Regions from separate parts of the Pan troglodytes genome. Here region 2 is linked to region 1. The links are chromatin contacts, called in public HiChIP or PLAC-seq maps. All regions are on one chromosome and are shown on one strand. The core of a region is the stretch at or near the end of the contact, and the rest is flanking DNA. Distances in the headings are between cores, read along the strand shown.

Region 1 (4,096 bases), core at 1,124-3,623:
GCCTCCCAAAGTGCTGGGATTACAGGTGTGAGCCACTGTGCCCAGCCTTACACATTCTTTATAAAACAAAGTAAAACATAAGCTAGAACATTAAAGATATTACTGGGGGGCTGGGCACAGGGTGTAACACGCCTGTAATCCCAGCACTTTGGGAGGCCCAGTCAGAAAGATTGCTTGAACCTAGGAGTTCAAGACCAGCCTAGACAATATAATTAGGACCCCAACTCTAAGGAAAAAAAAATTATTGGGTAACTATGCAGAAATAATGATAGATACTGTTTTCAAAATACAGACCAAATTCTTGAATATTATTGATTGGCTAGGTATTAGTGCAGAAGTTCTATATAAAATGCTGTAAGAAATTATGTAACTGGAAAAATCTAAAATTTGGTTTTCATAGCACTCACTATAAGGACCATTATATTATAGTTTGAAGAGGGGAGAGTCTTTGTCTATTCCAAGTCATAATTTTCACCTACCAGAGCTATATGCCTCTTCCAGCTGCTGTGAATCCTCAGAGTTGAAAGGAATCCATGTCTCCTTAGAATCTATTATCTTACAATAAAACCAATGGGGAGAAACTGGTTCATACAAGCTGCCAGCATCCATGTCTATTAGCTCAAAGGAACTACATGAGTTTGGTGACGGAGATGGATCTGACTGGGACAACTGCTCCTGTTGTGACTGCACTGATGACATTTCGCTCTCTAAAGACAAAAGAAAACTATCAGGAAAATGATCTTAACTGTGTAACTGTTCGCACACGCACAAAACTAATCATTTTATGGACCCATTTCTGCAACAACAACAACAAAATCTACATAATTTAAAAGACAAATAACATAAATTAGCAACTGGATGGGTGGAAGCTTTAAATAAAATGCTTCTATTAGATCAACCATTGCACAGAATTCTCAATTCTCTCAGAAAACTGGGTAATTTTACTCAGTCCATAAGTTATAAAACAAACCCAGAATCACAGGACCACATGCTCGAAACTAGATTGCAACAAAAACATTTTACCCTAATTTCCAATCTAAATGTAGTTAAAGGCAGAAAATTTACTCCAAGTCAGCTGGGTCATGCCCTGTCCTAGTAACGCCAAGGTTTTGGGCTCCAGGCCCCTACCATTACACAACTAATGGAATCTTAAAATACAAAAAATAAAACTGTTCGCTTAGGAACCAATCATTTTTGATGGATCCTTGAAGTCGCTTAATGGGTGGTGGTACAAATTGGGAAAAGACGAAACCTCGCCTGGGGCCACGGTGCGCACACGCACGCCCACTCCCATAGCCAGAATCTCAGATGAAAGGTAAGCGACCTCAAAAGCCTCCTCCCGCAGAGGCGGCTCTGACCAGCTGTTTCTACCTCTCCAACACTCCTTCCACTCGGCAACGATCAGCGCCGCAGGCACCAGAAGGACACTTCTAAGCTGCCTCGTAGGGCGGGGGGCAGGAGGGCATCTCGCGCGGGCCCGACGGGACGGCAGACGCCGGCTTTCGGCTCCATTGTCCTTTTCCCCACACAGACTTACCTCAGCCACCCTGGCGCGCCCCTGGCCCCCGCGACCCTAGGCCCTGGCGCCCCACTCCGGGCCCTCGGAGCTCGGGCTCAGGTCGTCCGCCCGCAACCCCGCGACAGCAGCAGGGCAGCCAGTGCAGACCACAGGGTTCACAGGGTGCCCAGGGTTCCCCCAGGCTCGGGGCTTCCCGGGAGCCGAGGTTCCCCCGCCCCGCATCCCGGCCCCGCAGCGCTGCGCCGCCCACCTGCACCCAGCCGGGCCTCCCTCGGTCCAGCCGCCCGCCCGACGCGGTCTCACCTGGCGGCCCCGCCACTCCTCAGGCTCTCCTGCCCTCCCTGAGGAGGACACTGCATGGCCCGGCCGCGGCCTTTACCCCAGCCCGGGCGGGGCGCGGAGGAGCAGGGCGGAACCTGCAGCCCCGCCGGGCTCGCGCCGAACACCAGGCGCCACGGCGCTCCCAGTGGGCGAGTAGCGGGCACGGATGCCGAGCGAAAAGCTGAGGCGGCGGGGAGCGCGGCGCGCGACCGCGGGTGGGGCTTGCAGGGCCGCAGGGCACGGGCGGCAAGTGTCGCGAGAGGTGGGGGGAGTCGCGCGAGACGTGGCTCCTGCGGGCAGGGAGCTGCAGCGCCGGGCGGCGGGCTGCTGGCTGCTGAGGTCTAACAGTAGGGGAGAGTTTCGAGTGTCCGTGGCGGAAGGGGCTTCGAGATCAGTTTCTAGTATCCGTGACGGCAGGGGCTTCAAGATCAGTTTCGAGTGTCCGTGGCGGAAGAGGCTTCAAGGCGGCCCCTCACGTACGGGGCGGGAAAGTCGGAATGATCCTCGGGATACGCTGCAGACCCTACTAGTGCGCCAGGAGCAGCGCGGTGATCACCGGACGCAGGGACTGCGCGGCCCCGGGATTAGCGGAGTAGGGCGGAGGGCGCAGTCCAGCCGCCCCGCTCCTGGCCTCTGTTTCTGGGTGCTGAGAACGGGTGTCACTAGCATTTGCCAGGAAAAAAGGCTTTGGCCCGTCCTCCGTGCATTTATTATGATTTAGAGGTTACCAAAAAGGTATCCCTAAAAAATGTAGAGGTGTCGGGCGTGGTGTCAGCGCCTGGGTCTGAGCTACTCAGGAGGCTGAGGCTGAAGGAGCGCCCCAGCCCATTGGTGCCAGCTGCATGAGCCCAGATGGCGCCAGTGCACTCCAGCCTGGGTAACACTGCGACACTAGTCTCTAAACAAACAATAAAATTAATAATTTTGTTTTGTTTTGTTTTGTAGAGGCAACCTTAACAGGATTTAAAAGATGCCAGGGAGGTTGGAGATGAGATACTGCTGTCCAAACAGGAAGACATAACTGAGGTGAAAAGTTGAAAGGGGCTGGACGCAGTGGCTCACGCCTGTAATCCCAACACTTTGGGAGGCCAGGAGTTCAAGACCAGCCTGGCCAACATGGTGAAACGCCATCTCTACTAAAAATATAAAAATTAGCCGGGGGTGGTGGCTCGCGCCTGTAATTCCAGCTGCTTGGGAGGCTGAGGTGGGAGGATCACTTGAACCCGGGAGGCGGAGGTTGCAGTGGGCCAAGATCGCAGCCACTGCACTCCAGCCTGGGCAACAGAGGGAGACTCCATCTCAAAAAAAGAAAAAAAGAGAAATTTCCCGCAGTCATGAGGTCGAGTACAGGCCCTGCCCGACTCTCCTTAGTATTTCATTTTAATACCTTTTGGTATTTAAAAAGATATTTTCCTATATTCTAACTAGATTATAGGGCATTTTTTTTTTTTTCAGTTTTTGTGTTTTTGGTTTTTGGTTGTTTTTTTTTTTTGTTTGTTTGTTTTTTGAGACGGAGTCTCACTATGTCACCCGGCTGGAGTGCAGTAGCACGATCTCGGCTCACTGCAACCTCCGCCTCCCAGATTCAAGCGATTCTCCTGCCTCAGCCTCCGGAATAGCTGGGATTATAGGCATGCGCCACCGCGCCCAGCTAATTTTTGTATTTTTAGTAGAGATGGGGTTTCACCGTGTTGGCCAGGATGGTCTTGATCTCTTGACCTCGTGATCCACCCGCCTCGGCCTCCCAAAGTGCTGGGATTACAGGCGTGAGCCACCTTGCCCGGCCTATTTCAGTTTTGTTATTTCTTCACAAACAGAAAAAGAAAACAATTTTTAATAACACATTTATTCTCTTTGCAAATTAACAGCCACACACAAATATCCCCAAGTTAACACCTTCCCTTCAAATTTATTACACTTAGAATAGCTTCTGCAAGGCCGGGCACAGCGGCTCACGCCTGTTAATCTCAGCACTTTGGGAGGCCCAGGCAGGCCGATTTAGCAAGGGGTGGAGCTAAAATCACGAACCCACACAGTGTGACTTCAGAGCCTGCACCTAAGTAACTTGTCTAAAATCAGTCAGGTAAGTGACAGAACTGGAACTTGAATTTAGGTTTTCTATCTTCAAATCCTGTTGTAGCCTCTATACCAGCTGTTCTCAAATTTGGAGGGCTGTCTCAAAAAAAAGTGGATTGCAATGTGCAGTTTGAAAATATATCAGTAAACTTTACATATTCTGATACTATTAAAATCCAT
Region 2 (4,096 bases), core at 710-3,209, 150 kb before region 1:
TAATCATTGCACTACCATGTACTGGTACTTTTCTGGAAAAGATCATAAAGGATGCAAAAACAGTTTCAGTTCCCTGGGAGACATTTTATACGGGGAAATATTCTTATTCATGCATTGTATTCACTTACAACCAGGCACAGTGAATATCATTAAGTATTCATAAACCAGATGAACGATTCCATGCCCAGTATTTGAAAGATGAGCTAGGTTTTCTACCATGGCCATATGTCAGCAATCCTATCCTAAAAAGAGAAGGGCTAAGAACTCTTCTTATTGAGATGTTTGTTCAAAGTAATGTCCGTCTTCCCTAGTTATGAGACTTGGCAATTTCTTTGACTTTCAGGATAAGAGATTTATCATGTAAGATTCTGTATGTAATCTTCAGAAGAGAAATTTTTTAAAAAATATTTTTTCCTCCATGACTCTGGCCCTGAGAATTGTGTTAGATTGCTGTCTTAATGAGCTCCTTGCTCATTTTCTATGGCGAACAGTAAGCATCGTCTAAACCTCAGAAGATGTTAGATACTGAAAATGTAAACTATTATTTTTAATGGCCATTTTCCTAAATATGCCACCAGATCAAGTATACTAACTGTATTTTGTAATGTTTTGCAGGAAAAGACTATGCATCTACTTCACATAACTCCAATTTTAAACTCTTGCTGTCAGCATAGCTATTAGAAACAGGCTAATATAAGATCCCTGGGGACAATTTACTAGATTCTCCTCAAGGGAGAAACCCAGGTGCCGGGTCAAGGCAACAGTTTATCAACAAAGCAAGGAAGACACAGGAGGAAGAAAAAGAAGAATGGAGGTAGAAAGGCTCATAGAAAAAAAAAAAAGACCAATTTAATCCCTCTTTCCTGGAGATAGAATTAAGCTAGACTTGGTGGCCCGCTTTGGCCATCTGTGTTTTAAAATGGCATATCACAAATAAAAAGTATGCTTTTACTGATAGCTGTAACTTGTGGTACTACTTAAAGCATACGTTTAAAAATATTTAATGATTAATAGTAATGAGAATTTTTTTTTTTTTGAGACATAGCCTCGCTGTGTCGCCCAGGCTGGAGTGCAGTGGCGCGATCTCGGCTCACTGCCAGCTCCGCCTCCCGGGTTCACGCCATTCTCCTGCCTCAGCCTCCTGAGTAGCTGGGACTACAGGCGCCCGCCACCACGCCGGGCTACTTTTTTGTATTTTTAGTAGAGACGGGGTTTCACCGTCTTAGCCAGGATGGTCTCGATTTCCGGACCTCGTGATCCGCCTGCCTCGGCCTCCCAAAGTGCTGGGATTACAGGCGTGAGCCACCGCGCCCGGCCAATATTGATAATTCTCCGTATCTAGTATTAACCGGGTTACGTTTAAAAAAAATAGTTCATAATTAGTGCCCTTTTAAATAACTGATCTGTAGAAATCATTTAATTTCCTTAAGTGATATTTAAAGATAGAGATATCTAATTTCTTGTAATACTACCAAAGACATCCAGCACTATAACGTCTACAGAGTATGACGTCTAGCGGTAAAATGGCTTTATTCTCAGAACAGAGTATCGGTTTCCTCATTTGCTTGCTGCCTCTGTTTCCTTTTTACGTTCACGTCTCTGTGCTGTAACCTTCCAAATCCTTATCACCAGGCCCCAGGAAATATCACCTGGTCGGCACACTCCTGCAGGGCTAGATCACTGTGCACACACTTAACCTTCCATTGTTTCCCATATGTTTCCTAGGATGCGGGGGGCTAGAGGATGACGGAGAGTTGCCTCCCGGTTCTTCCTCTCGTTCTTATCTGGGCCCTCTAGGACAAATGTCCCTCACGTCCCTCGATGCGAAGGTCTGGCCGCGAGCGGCCGCGGCCTCCGGCACGTGACGGTCACGGAGCCGTCGCGGTCCCCCGCGGCTGGGGGGCACCCGGGGATGCGGCGGGCGCTGACGTCGTCCTCCCGGTTACCCACAAGCCTCCGGGCCGCAGCAGAGCAGGAAGAGGCGCGCGGGGCCGGCGCCTGCTGGGGAGGTCGAGGCGCTCCCTCGGCGAGCCGGCGCCGCCGGCCGGGCCTCCTACTGCTTGCAACCGGGGGAGGGGGACCATCCGACAACTCAGCCAGGGCTGAGAGGGAGACGACGCCAAGGCGGTCTTGCATCGCCCCCGGCTTTCCAAATGCAGACCCTACTGGAACCGGAGCCCTTCCCTGACAGCCGTAGGACGGGAGACGGCCGAGGGGTCGCCTGGACTGCCCCGCCCTCGCGCGGTCACCCACCGGGGACCGTGCGAGGGTCGCTTCTAACCCTTAGGAGCTAGAGAGCCGAGTCACCCTGAGGAGCGCCGTATGGCGCTGGTTGCGCGTTGTTCTTTAATCAGCCTCACTGAACGCGCCGAGCCCAGTTTTACCTCCCGGGCCCCACCTTTCCACGCCTCCTCCGGCTTCCCGGGGTGTTTTGTGTGTCACTCTCCCACGTACAGTCCCTCCCCGTCCCTCGTCCCTCGGCTCTCTCGCCCCGTCTCCCTAGTCGTCCAGACGCTAGCTGCCGCGGGCGTTCCTGGTTCGCGCTCCCGCCCCCTCCGCCCCGCTGACTCGCCGCTTCCTCCGGAGCCCCAGCGTCCCGAACCCGGGACTGCATTTCCCGGCAGGCGCCGCGGCCCGCGGCCAATGAGGGGCTGAGGATTTGGCGGCGGCGGCGCCCCGAGAGTCGGGGTGGGGGGGCTTTGTGCGCGGCGGCGGCGGGAGAGGCGGCGGCGGCGGCCAGCACGGAGGCGGAGGCCGAGGGGGCTGTGCACAGGTCGCCGCGGAGAGGCGTGCGAATTCCGAGCCGAGCGCCGAGGACCGTGCTACCCAGGCCGGGCTGCCAGCCGCAGGCTCCTCTCTGGCAGCAGCGGCGGCGCGGCGACCCCCGTCCCTCGGCCTCCCCTTCCCATCCCACCTCCCGAGCCTTCCTCTTCCCGCAGCACGCCCGGCCCGGCCCGGCCGTGGCCCTCCTCAGTGCCGGCCGCCATGGCAGAGGCGTCCGGCGCGGGGAAAATCTAGCCCGGGGATTTCATGCGGCCTAGCTCGGTTCCGCCTCCTCCCCGCGCGGCCCCAGCGGCTGCCCGCACCCCAGCCCCACTCCGGGCCTCCGTGTCTCTCCTGTGATCGCACTGACACGGCCGGGGGGTTAGAATGGAACAAACTGAAGGTAAAGTGCGTGTGCGTGTGTGTATGTGTGTGTGTGTGCGCGCGCGCGCGCGCGTGTGTAGTGCTAGGAAGGGCTGAGGAGGGAACGACGGGGAGGGGGCGACCTAGGGATGGAGCGCCAGACCCCAGGAGGAATGGAAGGGGAAGCGGGTGGCCTGAAAGGGCTCGAGGGGAGTCCTGACGGAGGAGCAGATGGCAAGGTGGGGGGTGTGGAGGGAATTGGGGGGTGGGGCAGGGGAGGTGGGAGTGGGATGGGAGTCGGAGTGGCGCTGAGCTGGGAATTGGGAAAGTGGGATGGGGGCGGGGATAAGGATGGATCGGGGAGGGGCAGGGAAAGGGGAGAAGAGTTGCATGGAGATTAGAGACCTGGGTGGACTGATAAATAGGGAGGTTTGGGGATGGAGTGTAGGAACCAGAAGAGTCTGGGAGAAGGGGATAAATTTGCTGGAGAAATGGGGCATTTTATGGGAATGAAGGGAGAAATGAGGAATGGAAGTGAAGGAAAAGGTGGATTAGGAAAGGGGATGAGGCAGGCTGCAATAGGAGGATGGGAAATAGACGCAGGAAACTGGAAGACAGGATTGGGCTAGGGAAGGAAATTAACTGAATGATGACAGGGATGAGAACGATCGACTTAGCGTCAGAGTGGGAGGAAGAGAAGGGGATGGAGGTCGTTAAAGTGTTAGGAAGGGAGGCCTTTTGTTCCTGTATTTGTGTGTATTCTGTGTCTTTCTTTCAAGGCTAGAGAATAGAGAAGCTGGTGGTTATGGGATTGTGATTGTTGTGAAATGGGGAGGTGTGGGTTTTACTGTTTTGAGGGAGAAGGCGATGTGTTTGTGTTATGGAAGGGAGGCAGGGAGAGACATGGCCATAATTTGATGGTTTTGGGGAGGGAGTGAAGATTATTTCGATTTAAAGGGGGCAGGGGCAG

Evidence for each region. HiChIP or PLAC-seq counts read pairs in DNA pulled down with a chosen protein or histone mark.
Region 2: a contact with region 1 is called in an H3K4me3 HiChIP or PLAC-seq map of stem cell-derived excitatory neurons, with 2.4 times the contacts expected there. The contact joins the promoter of NSD3 here to the promoter of DDHD2 in region 1. A contact is called at or near these places in 1 of 7 Hi-C or Micro-C datasets (stem cell-derived neural progenitor cells), 1 of 1 datasets of contacts at active chromatin or transcription factors (stem cell-derived excitatory neurons) and 1 of 1 other capture datasets (stem cell-derived neural stem cells).

What each region holds. Positions count from the first base shown.
Region 1 is chr7:46,630,285-46,634,380 of NHGRI_mPanTro3-v2.0_pri, reverse strand. DDHD2 (DDHD domain containing 2) reads right to left here and starts at 2,373. Exons shown (of 17, transcript XM_063817021.1): 1 at 1,823-2,373; 2 at 480-707. The coding sequence starts at 699.
Region 2 is chr7:46,781,252-46,785,347 of NHGRI_mPanTro3-v2.0_pri, reverse strand. It overlaps NSD3 (nuclear receptor binding SET domain protein 3), which reads left to right and starts at 1,959. Exons shown (of 24, transcript XM_519713.8): 1 at 1,959-3,166.